2 separate regions of the Mus musculus genome follow, and region 2 is linked to region 1. The links are chromatin contacts, called in public HiChIP or PLAC-seq maps. All regions are on one chromosome and are shown on one strand. Each heading gives the region's core, a stretch centred on a gene start, on an enhancer-like site or on the middle of the called end of the contact. The rest is flanking DNA. Distances are from core to core; before and after follow the strand shown.

Region 1 (5,483 bases), core at 1,723-4,222:
CCTTACAGACATAAAAGGAAAGTATCTCAGGGGACAGAAAATGCTGCTTCTCATTGGCATAGGGTTGCAGGAACCACTACATATAGGAAATGCAAAGGAAAGAGACAGACAGAACTTTTCAATAGGCCAAGACTGCATTATTGGATCAGCAAGGGCTCACAGCCTTTTCATAAGATAAAGGCTGAAAACATTTAGAGGGTTGGATAGCATGTATATATACATAGGTAGCTACCAGGAAGTTATAGCTGTGTGTGAGTGTTTTAACTGGAAGCAGGGTGGGCTATTTTTTGATACATGAACACATGAACACATTGTTTCTGCAAGTGGGGCTCAATCATCAGGCTGGAGACAAGCAATTCTTCATGGCCTGACCTAGTTACTCATGACCTGAGGCTGTTAGCCAACAATACACACTCCAGAACCTAGTCATCAGGTCAGGTGCATAGGCCTGGTTCCAAGCAAGCCTATTTCCTATTCTTTATCCCTGGAAAGAGAGACCTGGTGCTCACCCAACAAGGGTTGCTCTGTCAGAAGTCAGATCCCACAAGACAGAGGCTAGGACTGAACATATCTCCCTCCCTTCTGAGCTATGAGAGAACTGAAACCATTGTGACAGAAGAAAGGAAGGTCTTGCCCTCCATTGCCTAAGCAATGTCACCTGCAGCCAGTCCCCCAGTCAGAGATATACAGCCTACCTGTCCCCAGCTGGTGTGACCACACTCCATTCTTAGATTATAGAGTTGCCCTTTCTCTGGTGTCATTCCTTCCAAACAGCCACCACCACAGCCTTGAATGAGAACTTCACAAGCCCTCCAGGCACTAGGACAGCGCCTGGAAGTGCTCACTTCTGCTCTGTGGAATGTTCTGGAATCCTCTCCGGTGAGGCGGCCTTCGCTGGTGGCCCAGGCAAGGTCCTAGTTTCCCGTTGGGTTTCCGACATGAGCACAGACATGAACCAAGGCCTCAGCACCCACCTTATCTGGGTTTAGCAAGCCCAGGAGTGAAAAGCGACTCAGGACCCACGCAGTGAGAACTAGTCGGACTAGCCGACTCCCCTCATAAGCGTCCCCTGCGTGAGGAAAGCCCTGGCTGGGACCAGTGGTGTCCTGGATCCCTTGGCCCAGCCTTCCCCTGACTCCTACCCACCTCCTCCACTGGGACCCTTGGTCCTCACCACTTTGTTGGCTCCAGCCCCTATGGGCCCGGAACAGCCGCGCCCTTGCCATGTGCCTAGACCAGCTGACTCCGCAGTGCTCCGCCCTCTGTTCCTGTTGCCCCACAGCGCCCCCTTGTCCTTGCCTGCGCTCTGTGCAGCCTCTTCCGCCTTAAGGCTCCCAGAGAGGAAGGCCTGCGCTGTGGGGACGGACCCCTTTATGAGGCCTGTGCAACCTGCAGGGATATGACCTGAGTGGCAGCCAGGCTCTCAGGAGGGTTACCTGGGCCTGTGAGACTTCACCCATTTGGGAAGCCCACAGGAATGCAGCCCTAGAATGGAAAAAGCCCCCTCCCCTGACTTTAGGGGTGTGTGTTGGTCTTCTGGGGCCTGGAAGGCTCATTCAGTACTCTGGAAATCACTGCCCATTCCTAAATGCTTTGCTGAAGCCAGGTTCTATGCCTCTTCTGATGTCCTGAAGCCCTTATATTTAGGAGTACAGACTGAAGTGCTTTTAAAGTAATTTCCTTATACTAATGTTTCATGGAAATGCATCCAACATCTTGTCTTCTCATCCAAGCAAGAAAGCACTTTCATGTCTTTGTTACAAAGTGGGATTAAGGACAGTTTCCTGGCCAGGAATCTGCAGATTTGTGGCCTCCTGGAAAGGTGGATTTCTCCGCATCCCACCCAGGACTCCAGTCCATGTAGAATAAATTCCTTATCCCAGCAGGAGCTAGAAGCCAGAGGATTAGGAGTTCTGCCACTTAGTGAGTTCAAGGCCAGCCTAGGCAAATTGTAATGGTGTCTTAAATTTTTTCCTGAAGTCCCGGATGCCATCTGTGATGCAGATATGGTGTGAAAGATATCAGGAATCTCAACAGAACTAGGATGCATGTTTCTACCTAAGCAGAACACTGGTTCTTTAGCCTGTTCCACGCTGGGATTAGTGTTATCAAAACTCTGCACTGTAAGGTTGTAGATAAGATTAAAGGACACTGCCCCTCAGCCTCAGACTGTGGTGTGTGTGTGTGTGTGTGTGTGTGCGCGCGTGCGTGCATGCGCTCATACACACACACACACACACACAAGTTTTTGGGTTTTGTTTTGTTTTTTGGGGTTTTTTTTGTTTGTTTGTTTGTTTTGTTTTTTGTGACCCAGAGTTCACCTTTGCTGGCCAGCCAACCTCTAGGATCACAGCTCAGTTAGCATGGACGATGTTGCCGCCCTGCACGTTGATGGGTCATTCTCTGCTGAGGGGCCTCTCTGTGTGCATGAGATCGCTCTGCAGCCATCCGATCTATGTCCTCTTGATGGCCAGGGCCACTGGCTATTGTCTCTAGGAACAAATATTCGAGGTTGAGTGCTCCTGTGGTTCACAATAGGAGTGGAGAAGGGAGAGCCTCCCTGACTCTAGGACAAACAAGGAAGAGGCCTGAGATCAGCAAGACCTGCTCTCTTAGAACAGTAGCCCATCTGCCAACACCTAAGTGATGCTTGATCTAGAACTGTGGGGACTACTACATGCACATGAACACTGTTGTTGTTCCCTTTACTAAGCCTCTATTCTTCGTCTGCATCTGAATGGTATGTGTCAGATGTCAGAGGGAAGGGGCCTGGAAAGGACTCTTCAAGGGTTGCCTATGTCCGGCATAGCTAGACAGGATGAGGCAGGGCAGGGAAGCCTGATTGAGGGGGGCACCTTAGTGATTATCCTCATTGGAAACTAGAGCAATAAGCTGGCTGCTGTCACAGAGGTCCTGCTCTCTGAACCTTGCAACTGACTTTCATGCCAGTTTAGGATAAGTGTAATAAGGAAATAATAGACTGTCCACAGCTCTCAGAACCCAGGTGAGGTGTCTCCTGACACAGGACAGGTGGGGACAGAGGCCAGGCTAAGTGACTGCCTGCCACCATGACAGGGAAGGCAGCAGGGACAGTGTGGAAATGGGCTATGGCAATGAATGGTCAGTGGGGTCAGTGGGCCTGGAGTATTTGTCTCAGCTCACACCTTGCCTCTCAGAACTCTCCTAGTTTCTGCCTTCCACTCCTTCACAGCACCACGCACCATGTCAAACACTCATCATCCCCTTCTTGTTGGTCTCAAGTTCCCTGAGATTTGGGTCTTTGGCCCAGAATTTCCAGGACCTAGTTCAGGCTTGAGTCACAACCCACTCCACAAATATTTGTGGTGTGACTGAATGAAGTCTGCAAACAGGCTAAGAATCTTGTTTAACGATAACCAAAGAGCCAACTGTTTTTTCTTCCTCTTCCTCTGACAGTTGACTTAGTGCCAACTAACCTGCTTATCAAAGAGTGACTCTGGATTTTCCCAGTAAGGATGGAAGGGGTGCCCCAGGGATCCCGTTGCTAGGGCTCCATTCTATTAGCAGAATTCACTCTGTTCCAAGGACTGCCTTGTTCTGTTCAGTGACCTCATAACACCACCCTCTGTTCATGAAGAAAATGATGCTTGGAACAAAAAAAAAAAAAAAACGCACAAAAAAAACTTTGTAAATAAAATAAACAGATGCCTTGTAAACCACCAGGGGTTTGACTGATAACTTTAATATAACAAATAACCACTGTGGGTACCCTGCTTAGAAAAGCATCCCAAAAAGCCACTGAGATGATACAGACTCTAAGTCAGGGATGCTGCATGCTGAACTAGCCAAAGTCTTAGGGAAATGGCAGTCAAAGTAAGGGTAAAGCTAGTTTATCCCTTAAATGGATCCCCAGGACTACACAAATAATCTAAACATAAATTGGACATTGCAATGGTGCTGGGTGATGTCTGAGAGTTTTGTTCTCCTTCACCTGTAACTGATGCAAATCATTTCCTGGCGTGACTTAGAACTGGTTCTGTCTAGATGGGAGTGGTAGCTTAATGACTTTCCTATACACCTACACAAAATCCCCATCAGAACAAACACCTCTTATAATGTGGATGGGGCAATCTTGCAGCTCACAGGAGCTGGACCAGGCCCAGTCTCATTTATTCCAGTTGTGCAGACCCTGGCTTGCTGGTGATGACATGGTAGCCACCCCCAGCCCTGTACACAGCACTGGACTCCAAGGCACCTGAAGACAGGAGAATGACAGATGTGTATCCAGAGAAGTATATCCAGAGAAGTGGAGCCAGGTCAGGCTGCAGTGCTTGATTTTGGGTCTTCTGTGGAACGAGGCTACTAAGGCAAGTGCTTATGTCAAAGTGGCACAGCCAGGGGTGGTATCAAGGCGAGGGCAAGGGGAAAGCCAATCCAAGAGTTCAAAAGACAGATCATCAGAACAAGTTGGGTGAGAGCAGAAAGCTTTGAGCTGTTGAGAAAACAAAACAAATGAATAACCAATGCAGAGCAGGACAGGGAGAGGTCAGAAGGGCTCTGGTTCCAGACTGCTTTGTGAAGGTTTTCTACCATCCAACAAGGCAGACCCCAAGGGAGTTAGGGGTTGATGATAGATAGGCTGTCCTGAAGGAAAGAATACATATCCTTCCAAGCACCCAGGCCGTAGACCATGTCAACCAGCCTGCACCAGGAAGAAATCCTCAGTTCCAAATGCTCACGTGGCCATGATCAAAATCAGAAGGAGAAGGAATTTTTGCCTGACAGAATATGCAGTATAAATTCCTTGATGTCAAAGAAACTAAATAGGAAATTTAGAAAACAGTGTTTAGAGAGTAGTGAGACATGACATGTCAGAATATATGAAATTCAATTAAATCTGTGTTCACAGCAACACAAGATAGGTGAAAACTCCCTTCCCATTAACAATAGGAATAAAAACTAGGGGCTGGAAAGAAAATGCTTGCTGCTTTTTTAGAAGATGTTGGATTGTTCCCAGCAACCACATCAGACAGCTCCCAAATGTCTGTAACTCCAGCTACAGGGAATCTCACACCCCTCTTCTGGTTTCCTTGGCCACAGAGCATGGACTCCTCACAACTGGCACACTAGTGAGTTGCCTTTTCCAGTAAAAGTAACCAGTTGCTGGGGCTAGGGAGATGGCTCAGTGGTTAAGAGCACTGACTGCTCTTACAGAGCTTCTGAGGTCAATTCTCAGCAACCACATGGTGGCTCACAACCATCTGTAATGGGGATCCGATGCCCTCTTCTGGTGTATCTGAAGACAGCAACCATGTACTCACATATATTGAATAAATAAATAAACAAATAAACAAAAAAATCGTTCTTTGTTTGTTTTTTTTTTAAAGTCACCAGTTGGCATATACTCAGCTAGCTTGACTGCAGAGATGTGTCCAGTTCTCTGACAGTGTCAGTCATGCCACGTCCAGTTGCTACCCTCACCATTGTAAGTTCTCACTGTGTGG
Region 2 (5,483 bases), core at 1,343-3,842, 200 kb after region 1:
TCACTTCCACCTGTGGGACAGGAGAGAGTGGGACCTTCTTTTACCCCAGAAGTAGAAGCTGGAAGCTAAGCCTGTATCCAGGGTCCCAAATCAAAGTGAGTTCAGCTTCAGATCTTCACCACCTGGCAGGAGATCCCTCTCTGGGGCTGGAAAGAGGCCCACAACATTGTGGAGTAGGCTAGCTTCTAGTGTACAGAGGTTGTGACAACCTTGAGCCAGTCTTAGCTGGATTGATTCAGTCCAGCCTCCAAGGTTCCCACCACTGTGTTCTCTCCTTTAAATATGGGTGATGCCAGCTACTTTAAATATGGGTGATGGGATGGTTGGGAAGCTGGGAATCATATTTCTGGAGTCCAGAGCATAGTGCATGGTGTGAAGGAAGCGTGTGGCAAATGGTAGCTGGAACTTGAATGCAGCAGGCAAGGGGAGGTGTGGCACTATGTGAAGGCAGGCTTCCCACATAGGAAAGGAACATTTGGGTTTGAAAAACGAGCCTTCAAGGGGCTGTGGGACTGACTCAGTGCTTGCTGAATAAGCATAAGGACCTGAGTTCAATATCCAGAATGCATGTAAAACATGCAGGGTGTGCTGGTACATGTCTGTAGTCTCCAGGCTGGGAGGGTAGAGACAGGCAGAACCTTGGAGCTTGTTGGTCAGTCAGCCTAGCTGCTTTGCAAGTTCCAGGCAGTGAGACACCCTGTGTTAAAATCAGGTGGACAATTCCTGGGGAACTATTTCAAGGCTGTCCTCTGGTCTCAGTATGCACATTTAGGTGCACACAGGACCGTTCATGAACACACACACCAAAATAATAACAAAAAGAAGAAAGAAATGTGCCTTCAGGAAGGACTCATCAGCAGACAAGGAGGGTGGATGGATGTCCAGACAAGGTCATTCTAGCTTATTCTTTCCTTGTAAGAGGTGGAGCAATGGGAGGGGTGGGGGGAGATGAAAGAGGAGCCAGTTGCAGTGGGTGTAGCCAGAGACCTGATATAAATTTATCAGAGTTGAGGACGTTGTTGCTGAATTGTCCCAGTGTGAGGCTGCCCCAGGGAACCATTCTTTAGACTTCAGAGATCAAGCCTGAATCAGGGTGGCAAGGCTGCCCAAAGGCTCCATGTCCAGAGGTGCCTTCAGGTCTGACCTTCTTGTTTCTTCAGACTTCTCTTCTTCCCTACCTCACCTTATTCCTAGCTTTTCTCCACTTTGTCTCCAGTACCTTGCACCCTGCTGGGGACCCCTGCTTTCCCAGAGCTGAAACTCCTTGCTTCCCAATCCTCTTAGGATGCCTTAGGCTCTATAAAAATTGAAATCTGCCTCTGAGTCTCAGATGTGTGTTCCTTCAGGAGTTTCCCCCATGTCTCCTCCTGACTCTGCTCAGCTTCTAGCATGGCCCCAACACCTCTCTAGGACTGTCTTAACCAGACTGTTCTTAGGCTTTCCTCACTCTGCACCAGAGACTCCAGCAAACACACACACACACACACACACACACACACACACACACATACACACTGCTTCCACAGTCTGGGCATTTTTCTGGGAGGGGAGACAGCAATGTGGGCAGAGCTGGGCCCTTGTCAGTAGGCTCCAGTCTCTCCTCATTCGTGACAGGGACCCTCACATGGGGCCTATCTTCCCTGTGCCGCACCATTAGCCCATGAAAGGTGCATCAGAGCTTAGGGTGGCATTTAGCAGCTTCTCCCTGTCTGCCCATCAGTAATTAGAAGCTGGCAGGTGGGTGGTGAGGCAATGGCTTGGCATTGTTTTCACCGGCATGGAAATACTTTCCCTGGAAGTAAAAACCTGTCTCAGCTAGTTCCCATGACTGTGTCCCCAAAGGGGAAGGAAAGCATGTTTGATGCCATCAATAGAGGACAGAATTATGAGCCTTCAAACATCATCTTAAGGACCAAGCCACATATGAACTCTTGGGGCACCATTGAGATTTCTCGGCCCAATAGGGAAAGTCTGTTAGTTACACTTTGTTCACAATTTCCCCTCCACCTGCTATGGGCCAGGTGAGCATGGGGGGCCTCATGGAGGGCAAAGAGTTATCTTCCTGGGTTTGATTCCCTAGACTTTAGTGCCTAGTATGCAATACACGGGAAACAAGTTAGTGAGGCACAATAAATTCCAAAACTTTAAAGTCCATTGCCACAGTAGAGTGTCTCAGCATCTATCCCCAGCGCATGCTTTGGACCCTAATACCTAAGGAGTTGGTATTAGGGGTAGGGCCTCTTCAGGGACAGGGGTGTGTGGGGTGGTGATTAGGTCTCAGGGGAGCAGCCCTTATGAATGGGCTTCATATCCTTGTTGGAACTTAGAAAGGTGATACTTCTCCCTCTACCATGGGATAATGTAACAGAAGGGGCCATCTTTGAACCAGAAGCCCTCCCCAGACACAGAACCTGCCTGGATCTCAGACTATCCCCCTCCAGAACCGCAGAAGCTTCACCCAGCTTCTAGTAGTCACACATTTTCCATGTTCCGTCTCTTCTGTGGCCAGAGAGACGCTTGCACTCCCCACAGCCACCCAGAGTCAACAGTATTTTTGGTTGTGTGGTCAGAATAAACCAATGCCAAGCCATTGCCTCACCGCCCACCTGCCAGCTTCTAAACCAACGGTCATCAGAATGTTTAACATCCGTCAACTGAAACAGTGGAGAAGGGAATGCCATTCAATTCAGACAAATGAATCACCTTCCTGACTCCTGGAATGCACAGTATTCCTGAGGACAGACAGATATCTTAAAGCAACATGACCTGGTCTCAGGCTCAGTCTGCTTAGAACCCAAAGGCTGGAGCTGGGAATCATCTCAGGAATAAATTGATTGACTTACATGCATGAGGCCCTAGGTTCAATGCCCAGCACCACCAGAAAATAAACAAGCAGGCCTAGGACCATTTTCTGTATATGGACACTGTCTTTAAACCTGGACCAGACTCCAGAGCCCAGCAGTACCCTGTGGATGTCCAAGCACTGGAAGCAAGCAGGTGCCTTGAATAAGTGCTTTGAGGCCATGCCTGGCTTTGAGAAGATAGATGTAACATTCAGAAAAGGCCAGAGTTTCTCCAAAAACAAAAATAGTGCAGGAAGCAGATAGGATTAAGCTGAGGGTTACCTAAACAATAACATGGCTTCTTGCATGGGTAGTTAATAAAGGGCTTTGTGGTCGTTTAACAGAGAGGACTCAGGGAACAGTCTGAAGCTGATGACCTGTGGGACCGGATACCAGACACAAAATTCAAAATATGAAAATGTCTCTGATCAATGCCTCTATCTCTGTTCTCCTCCAAGCCAATGTTACAGGTGTTTACATCTTCCCTAAACTTGCTGAGTAGAAAAGAGTGTGGAAGGGAAAGGAGGAGAAAGGAAGAGTGGGAAGCATAGGGTGTGTTTACCATCCTGGATAGGGAAGGCTCTGGGAGAAGCAGCACTTAGGCTTGTCTTGGGGTGAGCTAACCCAGACCCACAAGCAGATACCTGCAGAGAGGGTCAGAAAGCAACTAGGCCAGGGCAGGGCCCCAGCTGAGACAAGGTCGCGCTACTTTAAGATATCTGTCCTCAGGAATACTGTGTTGTGCCAGGATAATGTCCACTGCCCCCATGGAAATCAGATAAGGAAACAAGCTAGATCAATTGAGTCATTTGCCAGGCCACACACCCCAAGCTCCCTCCTTACAGCCACCCTGCATGTCATTGTGTTTCTCTCTGCCCAGGGCATGTCTGAGCACCAGTGTCTTTTCAGGCCTTCTCTGATTTCCAATGACAGTTTCACAGCCCTGAAGCCTAAACCTTTTTGGACTAGAATTGTAATGCATCTTTATGCTGAGACAGCCTACACCAGCCTGTCAGGGCACCAGTCAGGAAGGATGCCGGGTTTTGTTTCTTTCTTTTTTTTTTTTTTTTTTTCCAGAATGTGAATGAGAAGGAATGTGGGGAGGCAGGTTAGGCCAGCCATCTTGTTAAGGTTCTTTGACCTGGGGACAGCGCCTCCCTAGACCAGGGAGAGTGAGGGGTATGAAACACCCTGCTGCTAGCACTCTGGGGACACATTTGCCAAGGAGACCCCACAGAAAAGTTAATTTGGATAATAACTACATGATACTTGATCCAATGACAGTGATAATCACCAGACAGAAGCCTCTCCACCCAGGATAGTGTCATATTTCAGAAAATCTTTGGAAGGTTGACATAGCGTTAGTAAAAAGTTTGTAGCTCACCTGCCCCATCTGACATTATGGTTGAGCCACACAGCACTTCACGGTGCCCATTCTTTTCCCTCATAATCTGGGATGACAAGGGCTGTGGTTGCTACCACTGCTCCATGACTCCAGAAAACCTGGTACCACCTATGGCTAGTCCAGGAAAAGTGCATACAAAATGCTAAATTCAGTTTCTACTGACTGTGCATTGCTTTTTATCATTGGAGATTATAGAATCCTCCTTTGAGCCATTGTAGGTCAGGAACCTTCTGGGATAGGACGCATTGAAGGAGGTGGGAGTTCTGCAGCAGTTGTCAAAGTGCCTCTGAGTTCCCAGGGTTCATGAGGTGAGTGGAGATCCCTAAGTCACCAGGCCTGACAGGCCAGGCTGGGCTTCACAACTGCTTTTTCTGGACTTGCTGTTCATGGACCTTTTGATACCACTCTAGCTCTGCCTAGAATATTCTACCTGACCCACCATCCCTTTATCCCTTATCTAGTGACCTCTCCCAGTATCTTTGGCACTAGCCTTTGGACCTTTGATATTCATCTCACAGAGTTTGGCCAAAACCTCAGTGAGAATCATGTGTCCCAAAAGCCTTTTTAGCTTGGCTGGGGCCCCTGGAAAACATTCTTCAATATATAGACAATGGTTGTCCAGTTCTACATGAAGAAGTGTTCAAGGTCTAGCAGGTATAATCAACCTTTTCTTGTTGCAAAAAATAAAAGTTCACATTGAAGAATTATGCAATCAAGTTATCAAAGCAACTGGGGGGGGGTTGCTGGAGGGAGACACCTCATATTTTAAATTACAGTTTTGTGTTGACCCATGTTTGTGGCTGTCCTGGGCCACATGAGGGCCATACAGCCCACAGGGCACAGACCAGACTTATCTGCTAGGATCTTTGAGAGCAGATGTTGAAAGCCATTGTGGCCCAATGGTGAAGCAGAGGCATTCTGAAGTGGGAATGCTTGATTCCTGTTGCTGTGATACAAACATCATCACAAAAAGTAACTTGAAGAGTATGGTGTGAAAAAGAGTCCCCCATAAGTCTTGGGTATTTAAATACTTGGTCCCTAGGTGTTATTTGGAGAGACTTAGGAGGCCTTACTGGAAAAGTGTGTCACTGGGGGCAGGCAAGCTTTGTGTGGTTTCCAAGGTACTCTCTCTGCTTTCTGTGGTTTTTGTGGTTCAAGACATGAGCTCTCAGCTGTTCCAGTCACCATACCTCTGCTTGGATATTACTGACCCTAACCCTCTGGAATCTTAAGTC

Evidence for each region. HiChIP or PLAC-seq counts read pairs in DNA pulled down with a chosen protein or histone mark.
Region 2: a FOXA1 HiChIP or PLAC-seq map of pancreatic cancer cells shows a contact between it and region 1. The contact joins two enhancer-like sites. A contact is called at or near these places in 1 of 115 datasets of contacts at active chromatin or transcription factors (pancreatic cancer cells) and 1 of 9 other capture datasets (adipose tissue).

What each region holds. Positions count from the first base shown.
Region 1 is chr16:97,511,284-97,516,766 of GRCm38.p6, forward strand. No RefSeq gene overlaps it. Among named protein-coding and RNA genes, the nearest start is that of Fam3b, 9.1 kb to the left of the region's middle. Within about 2 kb of position 2,973, at least 20 of the 459 cell types and tissues checked have an H3K27ac peak or open chromatin away from gene starts, as enhancers often do. A contact at or near this core is called in pancreatic cancer cells, where this site is marked.
Region 2 is chr16:97,714,164-97,719,646 of GRCm38.p6, forward strand. No RefSeq gene overlaps it. Among named protein-coding and RNA genes, the nearest start is that of Gm41513, 13 kb to the right of the region's middle. Within about 2 kb of position 2,593, at least 32 of the 459 cell types and tissues checked have an H3K27ac peak or open chromatin away from gene starts, as enhancers often do. A contact at or near this core is called in pancreatic cancer cells, where this site is marked.